Linked DNA regions of Bos taurus: region 1 is linked to region 2. Evidence: chromatin contacts called from public Hi-C data. All regions are on one chromosome and are shown on one strand. The core of a region is the stretch at or near the end of the contact, and the rest is flanking DNA. Distances in the headings are between cores, read along the strand shown. Region 1 has its middle 8.9 kb from the start of ZFP36L1. Region 2 overlaps RAD51B (RAD51 paralog B).

What was found. A called contact is a pair of places that touch in the nucleus more often than the background predicts.
Region 1: a contact with region 2 is called in a Hi-C map of liver, with 2.1 times the contacts expected there. The contact joins two enhancer-like sites. A contact is called at or near these places in 2 of 11 Hi-C or Micro-C datasets (liver and skin fibroblasts).

Annotation. Positions count from the first base shown.
Region 1 is chr10:80,609,826-80,612,525 of ARS-UCD2.0, forward strand. No RefSeq gene overlaps it. Among named protein-coding and RNA genes, the nearest start is that of ZFP36L1, 8.9 kb to the right of the region's middle. Within about 2 kb of position 1,301, at least 12 of the 102 cell types and tissues checked have an H3K27ac peak or open chromatin away from gene starts, as enhancers often do. A contact at or near this core is called in liver, where this site is marked.
Region 2 is chr10:80,053,296-80,055,995 of ARS-UCD2.0, forward strand. The region is part of intron 7 of RAD51B (RAD51 paralog B); the gene reads left to right. Among named protein-coding and RNA genes, the nearest start is that of RAD51B, 380 kb to the left of the region's middle. Within about 2 kb of position 1,371, at least 3 of the 102 cell types and tissues checked have an H3K27ac peak or open chromatin away from gene starts, as enhancers often do. A contact at or near this core is called in liver, where this site is marked.

The DNA.
Region 1 (2,700 bases), core at 51-2,550, 560 kb after region 2:
TAGCTCTGTTTCTCTTCTTGAGGTGTAGCTTGCATGCAGTAAAGTGCATAAGTCTTCAGTATGCAGTTCACTGAACTTTCCTGTGTTCTTCTAATCAAGTCTCGGTGTACAGCAGTTTTGCCTGCGTATGAACCTCTTACACATGAACTCAGATAAAATGTGCTCTTTTGTGACAGGCTTCTTTCATTCAGCTTTCTGTTTTTGCAGTTCAGCCAAGGTATTGTGTATATACATGTCATTTATCCTTTTATATCACTGTATAGTATTCTATTGTGTGCCTCTGCCAGAGTTTATCCATTGAATTAGGTGTTTGTCCTCATCATTATCATCATAATCCCATTTTGCAAATGAGGAAAGAGGGGCCCTTGAGCTGCTTAACTAAGTTTTTAGCCTGAAGTCTCAGAGTGCAGTTGACTCCAAGCAGGAACTTGAATCCAGACTCCTAACTCTAAAACTAACTCGTTACCTGGGCAACAGAGCCTCCCTCCCTCCTGCAGTGCTGGGGTGGGCAGAAATGAACTCTGTCCCACATGGTCATGAGCTCCTTCTCCCCGAAATACTACTGGGAGTCAGGAGCAGCTACCTGACTGGCTTCCGGTGGTGAGAAAATTGCCTCTGCTTTGGCCATTGCCAATATTTATTTTTCACTATCCCCCTGATAGCACAGGCACAGTCGTCACTCCCAGCCCTGTACCTTGAGACCCAGCCTCTGCCGATATGTCGAAAGAACTGCAAACAGCCTACGTGTGGTGGAGGCAGCCTTGGCCCCCGATCAGCAACTAGCTCTCGTGGGCAAGTGGAGCGATCCCAACCTGGCATGCGAGTAGCCCCTGCCCTATTCCCTCAGAGACTAAGTTCCCACAGTGGTAACTCAGATGTAACCCTTCAAGGCTCCTGGAGAAGTATCATAAGTCCTTGGAGGTTTCTCTGTAGGCCAAGCTTTACCCACCGAGAGGTGGGTCATCCTAGGGCCCTCCAGTGCTGATCTGACCTCAAGAAAAGGCCAAGATTCCACCTCGCTTCCCACCTCTCTGAATCCTCGTTTGCTGGCAGAGGCCGGCCTGAGGGGGCCACCTGCAAGGAGAGGGGAGGACCGTGGCTGGTCACCTGTCCCCGCCCCCTGAACTCAGGTAGCATTCAGGTCCATCCAGCCAGATGTGATTCAATGATTGGTTACATGCAGGGAGGGAGACCCTGGGGGAAGAAGGGCACAAGGCCAACTCTCGAGGCAGCCCCAGGCACCCTTTGCCCTGTCAGTCATTAACAGAAGCCACCCCATGACAGGCAAAGAAGGGGAAAGTCCAAGGCGGTGGCCTGCCCCTCCTCCTGGGCACCGTCCTCCAAACACTTCAATCCAGGGCCCCGTGGGACATGAGATCATGACACCCAGTGGAGGGGGTGCGTGCAGAGTCATCTAATCCAACTGGTCGCCTCTCACGTCCCTGCAAAATCTCCAGAAAAGCCAAGGGAGATAGGAACTAACACTGTCAATCTGCAGTTACTATGGGGGACTATGCCAAAAGCATTTGGTGTCTGAGACATAATAGTGAAAGGCAGGCATGGAGCTGGCCTACTTGTGTTCAAATCCTGACACTTCTAACCATGTGACAAATGAGGGAACTTCTCTGCACCCCAAATTCTCCATCTGTAAAATCGTGGTAGTATTGAACTTCCTCTGAGTGTTCACTATGAGCATTTAACGAGTTAACACACACAAAGTTCTCAGACTACCTGGCACTGATGGAGAGCAATCATTGGTATGGTTCGCTTAATCCTCACAGTCACCCCTTAAGATACAGATGGAAAATTCAAGGTTGAGTCACTCACCCAAGGAACAAGCTGGCATAAGTAGAGCTGGGATTTGAACCCAAGTTGAAGGGCTCCAACCTCCATGCCATAAAAACATCTTCCTGCTTTGACCATGTCTGCCCATAACCAGTGCTTTTTATGATCCACTTGAATGCAAAACCTGTCTCACATTTGCCTCCCCATTCCTCCCAAAGGTCCCCCCACTTTCACCAGGGTAACACTGAGGTAGAGCAGGCTCCCAAACTCCTCCCCAAAAGTGAGGCTTCAAGGCCCAAAAAGGTGAATCATTGCTCAGTGGCCAAAAGAGCTGATGTCTTTGAGCTGCTGCAAGGGGAAAAGTTTAACCAAAAGCCAGACCATAAGTTGCAGACCTGATGCTGGGAAAGATTGAGGGCAGGAGGAAAAGGGGGAAACAAAGAATGCGATGGTTGGATGGCATCACTGACTCGATGGACATGAGTTTGAGCAAGCTCCAGGAGATAGTGAAGGACAGGGAAGCCTGGAGTGCTGCAGTTCATGGGTTGCAAAGAGGTGGACACAACTGAGCGACTAAACAACAACAAAATGATTTGCAGGGCCAACAGCCATGGAGGCCCTGCCCAGCCAGGACAGACCTTGCAAAGACCCCCAAAACAGAGATGCCCCAAGTTTCAGGGAAGGAGGTGAGGACGTAGGCCTCTTGCCCCAGGAAGCTGGCTGACAAAGGCAGGCCTGGCCTTTCCTGCCCCACCTTCCTCTCTGGAGGCCTTACTTCCCGCTCTCTCTGCATAGCTCTTATCTTCTCTGGCCACAGAGGGGCTCAGGGAGGTTCCCTGCCAGCTCTGGGCTCACACCTCCTTGGACTCCCTGCCAGCCCAGAGCACAGGACTAGGGCTGCTTTCAAGGCCTTTC
Region 2 (2,700 bases), core at 121-2,620:
CTTCCAGCCAGCCTGGACTAGACATTCCCTAATGATGTACTTGCTGTCTTCACATTATACTTCTCTTGGTACACCCTGTTTTCCCAGGATGAGTCCCTTCTGCCATCTTTGCTCATCAGAAACCCCATCACCTTTGACGGTACCCTCGAAGGAGCGATTACTGGTCACCTCCGGACTCTGAATCCTAGTTAGTCTATGCCTGGATAGCTCTTGTCATAGACAGCTGGAGAATGATTAGCACAACTTCTTTTCCTCTTCTAGGTTGTAAGTCCCATGGAGGTAGGAAGTTTAGTTCTTACATGTCAGTCCTTAATAAATATTTGTTGAACAAATAAGGCCCCTTTGTCACTTTCTTGTCTCCTCAGTTGAACTTGATAGTTTCCTCTACTGTTTAAACAGAGGAGGACAGAGTATATGTACAGTCCGGATTTGATTTTATGTCACCAACTTGCACTTTCTGAGTACCTGCTGAATGTTAGAAACTGTGCTATTGCTAGGGTCAAAAATAATAATTGCAGCTACAATTTACTGAGCCCTTCCTAGGTGCTAGGCACCATGCTAAACTGTTTTTTTAAATATTATCTCACTTAACACTCAAGATAACCTTTCAGTGTATTGTCATGAAAGCTATATGGTTCAGAGAGGTTAGTACCCTGCTCAAGGTCAGCAGCTAGTCAGAGGTAGAGCCAGGATTTGAAACTAGGTTGTCTACTCCCAAACCTGTGCTCTTAATCATGTTAATAAGAGTTCTACCTTTTGAGTTACTAAGTGTCCAGTAATGAAGATATGTGAGCTGGTCCACATCTTCTTCTCTGACTTTTACCTTGTAATACCACGCTTGAACCACACTGGCCTTCCAGAGTCGCTTCATTGTACCAGACCTGTTCCTGCCCCAGGACCCTTGGACCTACAACAGTGCAGACAGCCGCTTAGAATGCTGTCAGTGCTGACCTTCACATCACTGGCATGTCTTGATTAGAAAGTCATCTCCTAGAAATACTTCCCTGAACTCCTCATTTAAAGTAACATTCCACTTTCCCACCTGCTCTGTGCTCCCTCTACCCCAGTTACCCTGGTTCATTTTCTTCTGGTATTTCTATCACTGTCTGCATTGATCGCATGTACTTGTGAATTTATTCTTTTCCCCTACTAGAATTGAAGTCCAGCAAGAGTAAAATTTATTCACCACTGAATCTCCAGTATCTAGAACAGGCCTTGTGTGTTGAACAAATGGGTGAATTTTTGACAGCTAACTGTTTCAGATTGGGTTCCGGAAAAGTATACACTGAAATGGACTTTTTAGTGCAAGATGTTGTTGGGAATCAATACTCGCAAAAGACAGGGGAAGCGGCAGGATTGAACAGAGGGAGGAATTGAGTTGTGCAAAGAGCCAACTCTTTGCAACAGAGAGTTGGATCCAACAGAGCTTCAGTCAACCCTGTAGCAAGTTTTAGAGTTAAAAAAAAAAAAATCTTCCCACTAGAATTTGCTGTATGACACAAGAAGTTCAAACCGGTGCTCCATGGCAACCTAAAGGGGCGGGATGGGGTGGAAGGTGGGACAGAAATTCATAAGGGAGTTATTGTTGTTCAGTCACTAAGTTGTGTCTGACTCTTTGTGACCCCATGGATTGCAGCACCCCAGGCTTCCTTGTCTTTCAGTATCTCCCGGAGTTTGCTCAAACTCGTGTCCATTGAGTCAGTGATGCCAACTAACCATCTCATCCTTTGTCACCCCCTTCTCCTCCTGCCCTCAATCTTTCCCAGTATCAGAGTCTTTTCTAGTGAGTTGCCTTTTTGCATCATGTGGCCAACATATTGGAGCTTCAGCTTCAGCATCAGTCCTTCCAATGAATATTCAGAGTTGATTTCCTTTAGGATTGACTGGTTTGATCTTGCAGTCCAAAGGACTCTCAAGAGTCTTCTCCAACACCACAGTTCAAAGCATCATATCTTGATGCTGGGGGACATATGTATACCTATGGCTGATTCATACTATAAAAAATTATTCTTCAATTAAAAATAAATTTTAAAAAGAGAGAGAAAAAAATCCCTCCACTAGACTAATAATAAGCTAGCATTATATTAATAATTAAAAATCAGGTTTAGTCTAGAACTTGCTGTGGACTTTATACTCCCTCCCCCCTCCACTGATGCCCCCTTAGTTAAGGGGTATGGGTGTGATCTACTCCTGGAAGGTCATGACCTCAGGCAAGGAGACCTCTAAAACTGGGGCTGACCCTGAAGGAGTTAATGTTGGATGCTGTTTGCTGACTATCCTCCCATAGCCAGAAATCGAACCCTTCCTTACAGAGGCCTTTGGTCAATGAGTTTTAGTATCTACTAACTAATGACAGTATTATAAATAGTGCGTACCTTATGCATGATTGTCTCTATTGTTGATGTAAGTGGTGTTCTTCAGAATTAATTTACATCTAAAAGCTGGGAGTATTTATACCAGAAATTTTAAAGCAAATCAGTACTTGTTGCTTTCAGATCACCCATTACTTTGATTCACATATGATATTCAATGACCTTTCTCTCTCTTTCTCTTTCTAATATATGTTTGGCATTATAATTTTTCAAAATGCACCAAAAACTTGCCTAGAATTATTATTATGATGACTGTTTTATAGTTAGTGACAGATTTTCAAGGTGATCACATTTTTTAACCTTTGTAAGTTCTGGTAAACTAAAGTTT